2 separate regions of the Ovis aries genome follow, and region 2 is linked to region 1. Evidence: chromatin contacts called from public Hi-C data. All regions are on one chromosome and are shown on one strand. The core of a region is the stretch at or near the end of the contact, and the rest is flanking DNA. Distances in the headings are between cores, read along the strand shown.

Region 1 (6,752 bases), core at 2,576-5,075:
TGCCCATAGTGCCTAGGAATGAAAAATTCCTAATAGCAAAGAGAGGGAGAAAGATAATTATAACTCTATGAAACTTTATGAAACCACAGCACTCCCTTTGTTCCATCCTAAAATTACAATATGAATTCTAGGGAATCCACTCTTACACCTAGTTTTCTTTAGAGTACTGGCTCTCAACTGGGGCAGTTTTCCCTCTCAGAGAGCATTAGTGATATCTGGAGACATTCTGGGTTGTCACAACTTGGGGGTAAGGGGCTCTACTGGCATCTAGTGAATAGAAAGACCAAAGATGCTGCTAAACACACTACAATGCACAGGCTACTCCTGTGCAACAAAGTATTGTTCAACGCAAAATGTCACTAACACCAAAGTTGACAAACGCTGCTTTAGAGCAGTATGTGATCAAAAACTTAGTATCATATAATTAATATGCACCCATCACCTCTGGAAGAACATACAAGAAACTAATCAGAGTGACTGCCTGTGGGGAGGGGAACTAAAGGTTTGGGGGAAAAGAGGATTAGAAATATATATACGCTTTTGTGCCTTCTGAATTCTGCACTACATGCACGTTACCTATTCAAAAAACAATAAAGAATAACCCCAAATTAATGTGTCACCAGACTATAATCTCAAAAGACTACCTTCAATTCAAGAAACAGTACCAAAAAGAAAACAAAAAGAATAGGACTTATGTTGTAGAATGAATCCTGAATTAAGAGTTGGAAAATCTAGGTTTTGCCACTGCAAATTGTGGACTAAAGCCTACCACTGAACCTGGAGGGTGTTTCCTCATATGCAGAATGGAAGGATGATGCGCCCTACACAGCGCACACAGAACTGTAAAGATCAAATGACATGAATGCAGGTGAAATACTCTGTGAACTGTTGAAGAGCTACACAAATACACTGTAATTATTGTTACCTTAAGGTCCTAATATTATGAAAGAACAAGACTAGAAATGAGATCTTTTAACATTATTATTCCCTTCCTAAATTACACATCTTTTCCAATGTCACTGGGACTTTAGCAATTGTTCCTGTTAACTGAAATCTTCAAAGCTGCAAGAGGCTAAGCAACTCAAGGGAAAGGTCTTATGATGAGCTATACAAACCGTAGGTGGTCAATACTTATTTAATGATTTACACGATTATGATAAAGGTTACGAAAAAACTCTTTCCGGAGACAATCAATTTGCTACAAAATAGGTAGAGGTGAGGAATTTTGGCTCTGCTAAACCTCAGCGATAATCCTCTGATTGGCTGCCTTCATAGCGAAGGGACAGGAAAAAACCTTCATCGATACAAAACATGTATAGTTTAAACACCAACTCTCTTGCCTAACAGCTGGGCCATGTGGGCACAGCCCAAAGAGCTAGGTTTCTTACTCATGAAATTACTGAGTCACGAAAACAACACTTGCAGTACCCATGTCTTTGAATGTCAAGAACAGCTAATATGTCGGAGCTGCAAGCAAAAATGATTAATGATAAGGATGTTGTAAAGTCCTCTGGTTTTAGCAATTCTGAGCAGAAATAAATGAGCACAAGAGCACCATGAGTGAGGCATCAGTCACCAGAAAAGAAAAAGGAAACTGGAGGTGTCTTACGTGATATACTTGTTATAGAGGATGAAGGCATATTCAATGTTGCCTTCCTCGCAGTAAACAGATGCCATTCGGATAATCTCCACTCCGGAGCGGAAGTACCGGCGGGGTGGAATGTCTTCATTTATCTCCACGGCGCTGCCCCTGTGGGACAGAGCCCTAACCCGGTCTTCGGGTGGGAGGCTCACGTCTCCATGGTCAGACATGAGGACCAAGACGTCCTGAAACAAGTAAAAGATGGCATCAATACCAAGGCCCCCGTCACCTCGGCACAGGTGTTTATCTCAACAAACCTCCACCTTACAAAGAAATTAAGAGAAAAACACCACATGCTGTTGCCCATATTAACTAAGGTCTCTTCGCCACAAGAAGCCTGAGACCCTCCAGGAAGCCCATTTCACAAGGATGAAAGGGCTGACAGACTCAGAAACCTGTAATGCCTGTGGCATGATTAGGTGGTACAAAGAGTGTAACTATAATGAGCCACAAGAGCTTCAGTCCTCTTTTCATGCTAATCATTCCCTGTCATTAGGTGGCCCTGACCTCAGCACCATAAAAAAAGGAACAGTATCTTGTATTTTTTCCATTATCTCTCCTCCCAGCTACCCACTTCCACCCACCCCAGTACCTGACAGAGAATACTCAATGACATTTCCTGATGATTGTTAACTGACTTTAAGTTGATCATTTAACCTGAGAGTAACGGACTTTGTCTACAACTTTTCGCACTTTAGCACAAGGTTAGTGAGGGGAAATGGTGTGGGGATGAATATTTATAATCCTGACTCTGCTCATAAAATCACTAGTCCAGTCAATGTACAACATCATCATTTCAAGGTAAGGAATTCAGATCTAGAAAACAGTTTATTCAAATCTATCTTTGAAGACTAAGTACTCCTTGAATAACAAAAGGACAAAAAGGTAACTTGAAAGGCAAAACCCAAACCAAAAATAACAAAAACCGCCTGGGAGTCTCCCCTCCCTGGGTCTCAGATTGCAGTCATTCTAGAGTCTTTCCTGATACTGCTGCTGTTAGAATCAGATTCTTTCTTCCAATCAGATATCACTCTACATCACTTCCAGGAAGATTCTGGGTATTTGATGCATACTGAATTACAGCACACCCCCTGTATTACAGCACACTCCAGTATTCTTGCCTGGAGAATCCCATGAACAAACGAGCCTGGTGGGCCATAGTTTACAGGGTCACAAAGTCGGACATGACTGAAGCGACACAGCACAACCAGCATGCTGTAGAACACACAAGCTATAGCAGATTTTGGAATTCAAGGCCCTGTGTCAACTGGCCCCATTCGGTCCTTTTAAACCTTACTCATTGCCAACAGAGACCTTTTGCTTCAGTCAGGATTCTTATCTGCCCAGAAATCCTCATATGTGTTTCATTTGTCTACCCACTGTTGTTTTCCATTCCAAGCACTCCCTCAAAGATGATTTTCTCCAGGTCAATTCTATCTTTAGGTCACACTTCCTCCACCAAGCTTTTTCTCAAACACCCTAAGGGTACAAAAGTTGTGGGGACTACCAGGGATGTAGAGGCAGTCCACCTCCTGTGGGAGTCTTTTCAGGGGCTCAAGAAGCCACTAGCAAATCTAAAAGCTCCCCAAGTTGCCTAATTAGTAAACTCACTGCAGAGCCCATCAAAGCTAACTGAGGCAGGAGAGGCTTGTTGCTCTTTATCACCTCTCCGGAGAGGATCTTTTGGTCGAGAATGGAACCTCTTCCCAAGGCCAGCAAGTGCTGCCCCACACGACAAGGCTGACCAACACTCCAAAGAGGAGACGCAGCGTCCGCAAATAAGGGGGAAAGTGGCGGAAAAAACCGAAACGGGGGAAGATGACCGGGAGGCGAAAGGAAGTACCAGGAATGAGCGATGGGGGCGTTTACAGCGGAGAAGGATCCACTGACAACTACTCGAGGCCTTCTCGAAGGCACTCAAGCCAAGTTGTCAACATCGGGCAAAATTATTCAAGGCTTTCGCGTCTATCGCGAGCGGTAGGAGGGGACCGGAGCCGTCAGGGGCCTCGCGCGCGACAGGCCGGGCAGGGGGCGCAGGGAGGAGAAGGCTGCAGGCCCCACACTCACGGTGGCCGCTCGCCGTCAGACTCCGATCACGCTCAGCGCCCGGGCCCCACCACACAGCTGGGACCCTTCCCCACCTGTCCCCCGCGGACGACTCTCGGCGCTTCCGAAAACGTCACGTCCGGCATCCGCCCCGCCCCGCCCCGCCCCCTCCCTCTGGTCTGTGAGTTAAATTCTCAAAAACTTAGGACCCGAGCGGCGACTGGTGGGCGGAGCTAGAGCTGCCACCTGCAGGAGAAGAAAACACCAATGAGGAGAGAGCGGGGCCATTTTGGTAAAGGAAAATCAACCAGCAAAGAAGAGAAAACGAGCAAAGGACCCAATGACCAAGCTAACTTTTATTTTAGGTTAGTACAGACACAGTGAAAGGCTACACACGTTGTAATACAACATCCCTTGGAAAAGCTTAAGAAGTATGAAATCAGATAAAATCTGTTGCATAAATCATACATGTATTGAAATTAGACTGGTAACCTTCATGCTTACCGCATGCCTTTATGTCCTCCGCGTTTGTGCAGATGAGTTATATGTTTGTGCGTGCGTGCTAAGTCGTTTCAGTCCTGTCCAACTCTGTGCGACCCTATGGACTGGAGCCTGCCAGGCTCCTGTGTCCTTGGGATTCCCCAGGCAAGAATACTGGAATGGGTTGTCATGCCCTCCTCCAGGGGATCTTCCTGACTTAGGGATCAAACCTGCATCTCATGTCTCTTGCATTGGCAGGCAGGTTCTTTACTACTAGCGCCACCTGGGAAGCACGTGTTATATATTTATGTCAGTCCTGAAAACTAGGGTATCCCAGTTTTCTGCAGAAAATTCTATGAGCTTTATCAAGATTGATTGCATGTTGAAACCTACCCCACCAGATTATTAATACCCTGTTTATATTACGAAGTCACTGAAAAACCAGATGAGCTATGTCTTGAATTTTTTATGCTAAATACACATCCTTGGGTCTTCTCTATGTGGAAATTTGCTTTCCCTGAATTTCCACTCACTTATTTTTTTAGAAATTACTCAAATCTTAGCTCATTTCACCTCAATTTTGTTTATTGTCACATTCAGAAAGGTCATGTCGAGTTCTGTTTTAAACCTTTGTGGCCAGAAAGATAGGCCACGTTGGACTCAGTGGCTGTTAGGGTTCATCCTGGTCAGTGACAAGATTTTCAGAGGAAGAGTATTTGGGGAACTGAGCAGTCATTCTAGTGGTTTCCACTAGTAGGATCTAAAAGTACACTTCATTTTGCAAACTTTAGCACACCGCTTAAGCCCCTCGAGTTCTTTTTTGCATACTGGTTAAGCCATTAAAATTTGGGGGCATTAACTTTTTTTTTTTCCTAGCCGTGCAGCACAGACTGTGGGATACTGGTTGAACACATGCTCCCTGCTTGGAAGCATGGAGTCTTAACCACTGGTCCACCAGGGAAGTCCCTAATTTTTTTTTTTTAGCATATATTACAATAAAATTTTATTTGTAAATTTGAAAAGCACTTATTTTGTAACCATTTCCTTTTCAGACTATAGGACTTTCAAAGCTTTGTTAAGAAAAGACTTCAGCATTTCACTAGAAATTTCTAGGTTTTCATAGGTTACCTGACTCTGTTGTGATCATAAAATTTGTGGTTACCATTGCAAAAAACAGGTGTACATTTGTTTTAGATTAGCAATATTAGATCTTGGCTGTTGGAGTTTTAATGTTTAAAGCTGTTTCAATATCCAGTCTGAATTTTGTTAAAAATGACATTTGAATTTATCCCTTGCTTCAAGGTATAGTATTCAGCTTTATAAACTTTTAAAAATATTAGTAGACTAATTCTTATTCATGTATGGCAGAAACCAACAAAATATTGTAAAGCAATTATCCTTCAATTAAAAATAAATTTAAAAATATGTTAATAGACTAAAGCCCAGTATGTTTAATATTTGATTATCTAGAAATATTATATCAATATATATTTGTTCTTTACCACTATATTGTTGTTTAGTTGCTCAGTCATGTCCAATTCTTTGTGGCCCCATGGGCTACAGCATGCCAGGCTGCTGTGTCCTTCACTGTCTCCTGGAGTTTGCTCAAACTTGTGTCAATTGAGTTGTTGATGACCACTATATAATATCGATGAATCTGCTTGCTTTAACCACCACAAAATTGTCAAGAACTCTTCTATTTGTCTACACATACTATTTCATAAATGGGTGTGCTTAACAAGGACTAAACTATTTAAAACTGAAGTAGAAACCTATTTGCTTTGGAGTCTGATTGTATTACCCAGTAATTGAATGATTTTGTTCTGTTGCTGTCTGGAAGAGTACTCACAACTTCCTTAAATTCTAAAAATAGTTGCTATAATAAAAAACATCTTTTGCCTCATTATCTCATTAACTTACAATTTTGAATCTTATGAAAGAACTACTATTTTCATTTTGAGTAGGGTTTTCCTGCCAGATAGACACTCTAACACACTGACATTAATCCAGTATTCAAAGAGGGATTGCTGATCTGAAAACCTGGCTAAACTTACCAGGTTTTCTAAATCAGAGAAAAGAAACTCCTGAAAATTTCCATTTGTTTGTGTTACATTCTAGACAAAATTGTTGGCCTGAAGTATTAGACAATTATTTTTTGCCTAAAAGACTAACTTTTTAATGTCACAACACCAAAAAAAATGTATTGAAAAGGAGTGTTTAATCTCTAAGGGTCACTGTGCAAAGCAATGGGGACACAAATATCTGTATGACACAGTTCCTACCCTACGACCAGGGCATGGTGTTTATTTACACCAAACACAGAGTGACGCATCCTATTTGTGGATGTGTATATGTATGAATGCATGCACAGCCTCTTTCCAAAAAGTTCTGCAAGCCTACTAGTCCTTCTGTCTCAGGACACTATCACCACTCCAAAGCTTTATGCTGTGGTTTAAAAGTTTAGCTCTTGATTGTCATACTGAGTGAAGTAGGTCAGACAGAGAAGGAGAAATATCATGTGACATCCCTTATGTGTGGAATCTAAAAAGAAATTATACAAATGAACTTATTTACCAAACAGAAA
Region 2 (5,985 bases), core at 3,483-5,982, 200 kb before region 1:
AGGTGTGCCAGATGAACATTTTTAAAATTAAAACCTCCATCATCTGCCTGTGAATTCATGAGCAGCAAACTAGGCCTGCTGGTAGCAGACAGAAATGCTTCCATAACAATGGGCATACTCACTGATGATAAAGATTAAAGGTAAAGAGATTATGCCCAATTCTATCTGATATCTTTGTAGAACTTAATATAGAGATAAAATAAGGCCAATCAGTTGAGCACAAAATATGTGGAGCACCACCATAAAATCAGCAGCAGTCTAGATGCTTTAGAAATACAACATTCAGTTCCGGTTCTTAAGGACCCTGCGATTTAACTGAAAAGACAAGCACGCCTATTTAACAACAAATCATGTAAGACAAAGAAGAACCTGGCATGAAATCTTGACCCATCTTCAGCAGTGATGCTGTTAGCTCTCCAAAACTATCTGTTTGTTCTAACCTAATCTCTCCTCAATTATACTTCCCACATCTCTTCACCACTTCCCTCAGGGTCTCCTGTGTGAGAGTCTCTGCCATAAAAGTTAGTATCCTCTGTTCTTGATCTACATAGTCAGCCTGGCGAAATGTCTATAATTGCGACTCCAACTACCATCACTGGAAGCTGAAGAACTTCCAATTCACAGATCCAACTAAGTGCACCCCTGCTGGTCCTACAGACATCTCAAAGGCAGATGCCCCAGCTTCCTTCCCTGCCCGTATGTCAGATCCTGGTGAACGGCACCACCATCACCCAGTCACCCACCTGGAACCTCAACGCTCCTCCGTCCGTGGGATTTTTCCAGGCAAGAATACTGGAGTGGAGTGCCATTTCCTTCTCCAGAGGATCTTCCCAACCCAAGGATCGAACCTGGGTCTCCCGCATTGTAGGCAGATGCTTTACTATCTGAGCCATCAGGGAAGTCCCATTCTTACTTTAGGCACACATTATTTCTTGCCTGGGCTTGCAAACTGGTTTCTCTGCCTTTGGTATCATCCCCTCTTCCCCTGAAACTCTCCTCTCCAGCCACTCCCAATCTTTCACCTAACACACCAGTCATACCAGAACTTCTTGTATTTCTCCATGCTTTCTCATCTCCACATCTTCACGTGGTTTTTCATCTCTATAATCTTTATGTCCCTCTGCCCAGAACACTCTACCTTCTCCCTATTAATCTACTAAACTTCTACGTATCCTTTAAAACTCAGATAAGACAAAACTTCATCCAGAAGGTCTTTCTGAGTCCTTCCGACCCACTATACAGTCAGATTCCCCACCATATACTGGTATACAAATATTCTATTGCCAAAAAAAAAAAAACAAAACAGTAAAAGACCCCATGGACTATAGCCTGCCAGGCTCTTCTGTCCATGGAATTCTCCAAGCAAGAATACTGGAAGGGGTTGCCATTTCCTTCTCCAGGGGGTCTTCCTTACCCAGCGATTGAACCCCGTTTCCCACACTGCAGGCAGATTCTTTACTATCTGAACCACCAGGAAGACTTTTAAAAGAGATGAAGTTCTTTTTCATATCAAACTTCATACAAAGAAGGGAACTATATTCTCATAAAAACCGTAGGTAATGGGGACTTCCCTAGTAGTCCAGTGGTTGGGAATCTGCCTTGCAATGCAGGAGACACGAGTTCACCCCCTGGTCGGGGATCCAAGATGCCACAGGCTGCAGAGCAACCAAGACCTCACACTGCACTGCCGAGCACGTGCGCCACAGCTCTAGCGTCTGTGTGCCGCAAGGAAAGCTCCCACACGGAGCAACGAAGATTCCCCCATGCCGCAGCTGAGACCTGACGCAGCAAAAAACTTACAGGAAATAGACTTCACTGTAGACAGAGATACGTCTCCCATTCAAAATTGCGGCTCACACTGAAGTCACCCCGTGGATACTGCGATCAGCCACATCTGCTGGACAACATTCACCCCTCATTCAAACTTTCACCATGTTCCAAGCAAAGCAGCAGCTTTCCTTTTTATAATTCTATTTATTTATTTGTGGCTGCCTTGCAGGCTTTTCTCCAGTGGCTGTGAGCAGGGGCTGCTCTGCAGCGGCGGCGTGCGCACGTGTCACTGAGGTGGTTTCTCTGGCTGCAGGGCACGGGTGCTAGGGTTCCCAGGCTCCCGAGCTGGGGCACACGGGCTTAGCTGCTCTGGGGCACGTGCGATCTCCCTGGCCTACCTCCTGCATCACCACTGAGCCACCAGGGAAGCCAAGGAGATGTTCTTCTTGTATTGATCTTTGGCCATTACTTTAGGGCAAGATGATCAACTGAACAGAACACAGCATTCCTATGAAAACAGCCTCTAAAATCCGTCTCAACTTCTGCCTTCACTGCCATTCTATGTCTCCAGCGACCTGTGGACTGCTCCTCACAGACAGCAGGGCAAGATGTGAAAGCTGATACGGACCTGACTCCTCACCTATAAAACGACGGGCAGATAACCTCCAAGAATGCTTTCCCCACAAAAACATCGTCTGGACGCATTCCCTGTCCTGTGAATGTCCCCATTTCTGAGAAGAGATAAAATACATAAAGGGCCTAGCCAACAGTCACTGCAGTGAGCCATCCTGCCTCTGACAGGAGTGTCACAGGAAGGTTAAGCTGTGGTTAGATGAGTCTCCAGTGTGTGCTTCCAAATACTACAAATGCATCCATACTCTCTTCTCCCAATATTTCAATACAGAACTTCAATTTGGGCCATGTTTTCCCAAGTCTGTACATATCATAGTACCTTTTGGAGTAAAGCATCTCCTTTCAGGTCTTTTAAATTTATTTTTTTGAAGCCCCAAAAGGTACCTTTAATTGCAGTATTTCAAGATTCAGAGAACAAGTAGAGATGAATCCCAGGCATGCCTTCAGAAAACCTGTAATCTCCATACAAGTACAAAACGATGCTCTTGGTGCTTGGCTTACTGGTTACCTGGTGGTGCCCATATTAGCCAAAGTTGCTTATTTAGCAAAAATCACCACGGAGCTTGAACATTAGGTTTCTTTTGCTATGCTCTAAGACCTTTTCATGTTTTATAAAGTTGTTCCCATATGTAAATCATCTGTTATGAGAGCTTAATGGCATCCCCCAATTTCACTGGCACTTCTACAGAAAATGCTTCCTGCCATCTGCACCTTTCTACATACCACTGTTGAGAGGCTGAGCTTCCGGAATATGAGATGGTTCCCACCTGACATTAATTCCAGACTGAACAAGCTTCATTCCTAGCCCTTGTCCCAAGCTTGAGTTCACAGAGATAAATTCCACCACACCAGCTGAATTCTGCCAAACCACCTGTCCAGGCTTTAACAAAAACCTCAGCACCTCCAGAAACTGTTTCCAAGTGAATCCTTCCTTCTTCGGCCCTCTCCATTTCTCACACCACTATTTTAGTTGGACTTATTTCTCAGTGACACAATTTTAATCACAGTAAATCACAGTGGTCCAGCTGCCTAGGTTCAAATCTTACTTCCACCATGCTAGCTCTTTGACTTGGCAAAGTCATTGAATCTAATTTTGCAAGAAAGCAGGAAACATCAAGAAATGAAAAAACATCATTATGATGGAACTACTGATAGTATCTATCTCATATAGATGCTACAGAGGATTAAACGAGGCAGTGCCTGCAAAGCAACACTTGGCACAGTTCCTAGAATAGAGCAAGCTTCTCCTCTGCCACTTTATTACTACTGTTGTAGTTCTTATTGTTGTTCTCAGCAGCTTCCTAACTGGTCTCCTGCCACAGGGTTGTCACTCTTCACCAATCCATCTTCTGGGCCACTTCTAGGAGGAGGCATTTTCAAAAATATTTCTTGGTTATAACATACATATTTCATTACAGAAAAGTCAGAAAACATAATGAGAGGAAAGTCCCTCACAGTCTGACCAGAAGTGACTTTGTGGGCCCCTTATTTCCCAGCAGCTGGGGGACACTTATTCTGATCATAGGAATTGGGGCCCCCTCCCTTTCTCTCTTCATGTTTGTAGACATCTGACCTGTCTTCCTTGTGTTTAGGGCCTCATTTGCTGTTTCTCCTCCTCCAGGGAAGGAAATATTCTTCTGTGGGGCTGAGGACATAGTTGATCCATAATAAATATTCTAATTGTGGAATTCAATGATACAGATATTGGGATGAGATATCATGTTTGGTCAAACTAATTTTTTTAAACTTGAATTTTAATCCCACTGTTGATGTAGTTCTTCCTAGGCTTTTCTCTATTTTTAAAAAAATGTTGATTTATTTGCTGTGCCAGGTCTTAGCTGTGGCATGCAGGATCTTTAGTAGCAGCACATGGGATCTAGTTTCCTGACCAGGAATCGAACCCAGGCCCCTTGCATTGGGAACATGGAATCTTAGCCATTGGACCACCAGGGAAGTCCCCTCTCTATTCTTGTTTTAACCCTAGGTGAGCTGATCATTTAAATATTCTTTGTATCTGCTGTTTTCATTGTCAGCATTTTTCCACAATTTAACATTTAACAACACAAGGTGGGTTTGGTTCTAATTGTTTGTTTAGCAATAGATAGCATACAAATATTTTATCCGTATTACATGCAAATAAAATACAAGTTGGAGTAATGGAGAACTAGTGGTGGTGCTCCCCTTACCTCTTGCCCACTGCCCCTGCCACCCCCAAACCCTGCCCGGCAACAGGCTGCCACCGTTGCCACGCTGGATTTCTCTGACGCCGACTCTCTACTGCCCCTGCTTTCGCTCAGGAGCTTCAAGCTGAATCTTGTCCTATCCACTGGGGGGCTCCTCTGGCCTAAGAAATGCAGGCGCACCCTGAGGGCTCAGGTCTACCGTGAGCCAGCGGCTTGCTCCTTAACCACACTCACGAATTCCTCGGGCTAGGGTGGCTACCTTCTCACGTCACCCCACCTATGTTCACTACAGTCTTCAAAACCCAGCTCCGAAAAGTAGCTTCCTAAGCAAAGCACTGCCCTCCAAGATGACAACCAAGCCTAGTGTTTCAGAGCACGATGGCAGTTCAACCACTTCCACATAACAGCACAGGCACCCGGCAGATACCTGCTGACTGGACCGCTGGGTATTTCATTGTTTACATTGTCTCTTTAAGCAGACCACGATGTCCTTAAACCATTTCTCTTAAATTTTATCACACTGGTCACTAGGACTGGGTTAGGTAAACAATAAATGACAGATCAATAAAGTAACAGCCAACACTTTCTTTCCTTCGTAATATTTCTGCTTTTACATCCTTCTCTTGCTTTTTTGCACTTGATAGGCTTGATAATAGCTAAGTACTCTTACAGTGCTTCTTACATGCTAGACACAGTCCTAAGTGCTTTACCTGTATTAACTAATTTAATGCTCAGATAAACCCTGGTGACCAGGTACTACTATCCCCTTCATTTTAGGCATGGGGAAGTGATGGGATTAAAATTCAAGTTTAAAAAAAATTAGTTTGACCAAACATAGTATTTCATCCCAATATCTGTATCACTGAATTCCACAATTAAATATTTATCACAGATCAACTGTGTCCTCAGCCCTATATAAGAATACTTCCTTCCATGGAGGAGGAGAAACAGCAAATGAAGCCCTAAACAAAAGGAAGACAGGCCAGACATCTACAAACATGAAGAGCGAAAGGGGGCCCCCCACGTCCTATGATCAGAACAAGTGTCCCCCAAACGCTGGGAAATAAGGGGCCCTCAAAGTCACATCATTATTAGACCCAATAATGAAGAGGGTTGGCCCTCAGTGGAAACCACAATCTCAGGGCACGTTTGTGAGCCTTTGGCAGGACGCTGCACATCTGTGCACCCCTGGATGGAAGCACTGAGGCCAACTTTTCCTTGTTCTCCAAGAGATTCTTTGTCGCCAGCCCCACTCACTGTCTTGTACCCCAGGAGTCTGGGATAGCTGGAGCAGGCAGGACAGCCCAGCTTCTCCTTGTCAACTGGGATACAACAGCCCAACAAATCACACAACTGACCAAACATTACAGTGTATTTAAACAAGCAGAGAAGACAGCCT

What was found. Hi-C and Micro-C count contacts between places; a contact is called where the count stands out from the background.
Region 2: a contact with region 1 is called in a Hi-C map of hypothalamus, with 6 times the contacts expected there. The contact joins the enhancer-like site here to the promoter of STAMBP in region 1. A contact is called at or near these places in 11 of 16 Hi-C or Micro-C datasets (blood, hypothalamus, liver and 7 more).

Annotation. Positions count from the first base shown.
Region 1 is chr3:95,657,099-95,663,850 of ARS-UI_Ramb_v3.0, reverse strand. It overlaps STAMBP (STAM binding protein), which reads right to left and starts at 3,825. Exons shown (of 10, transcript XM_027967012.3): 1 at 3,784-3,825; 2 at 1,610-1,827. The coding sequence starts at 1,812.
Region 2 is chr3:95,859,873-95,865,857 of ARS-UI_Ramb_v3.0, reverse strand. The region is part of intron 4 of TET3 (tet methylcytosine dioxygenase 3); the gene reads right to left. Among named protein-coding and RNA genes, the nearest start is that of TET3, 61 kb to the right of the region's middle. Within about 2 kb of position 4,732, at least 3 of the 54 cell types and tissues checked have an H3K27ac peak or open chromatin away from gene starts, as enhancers often do. A contact at or near this core is called in hypothalamus, where this site is marked.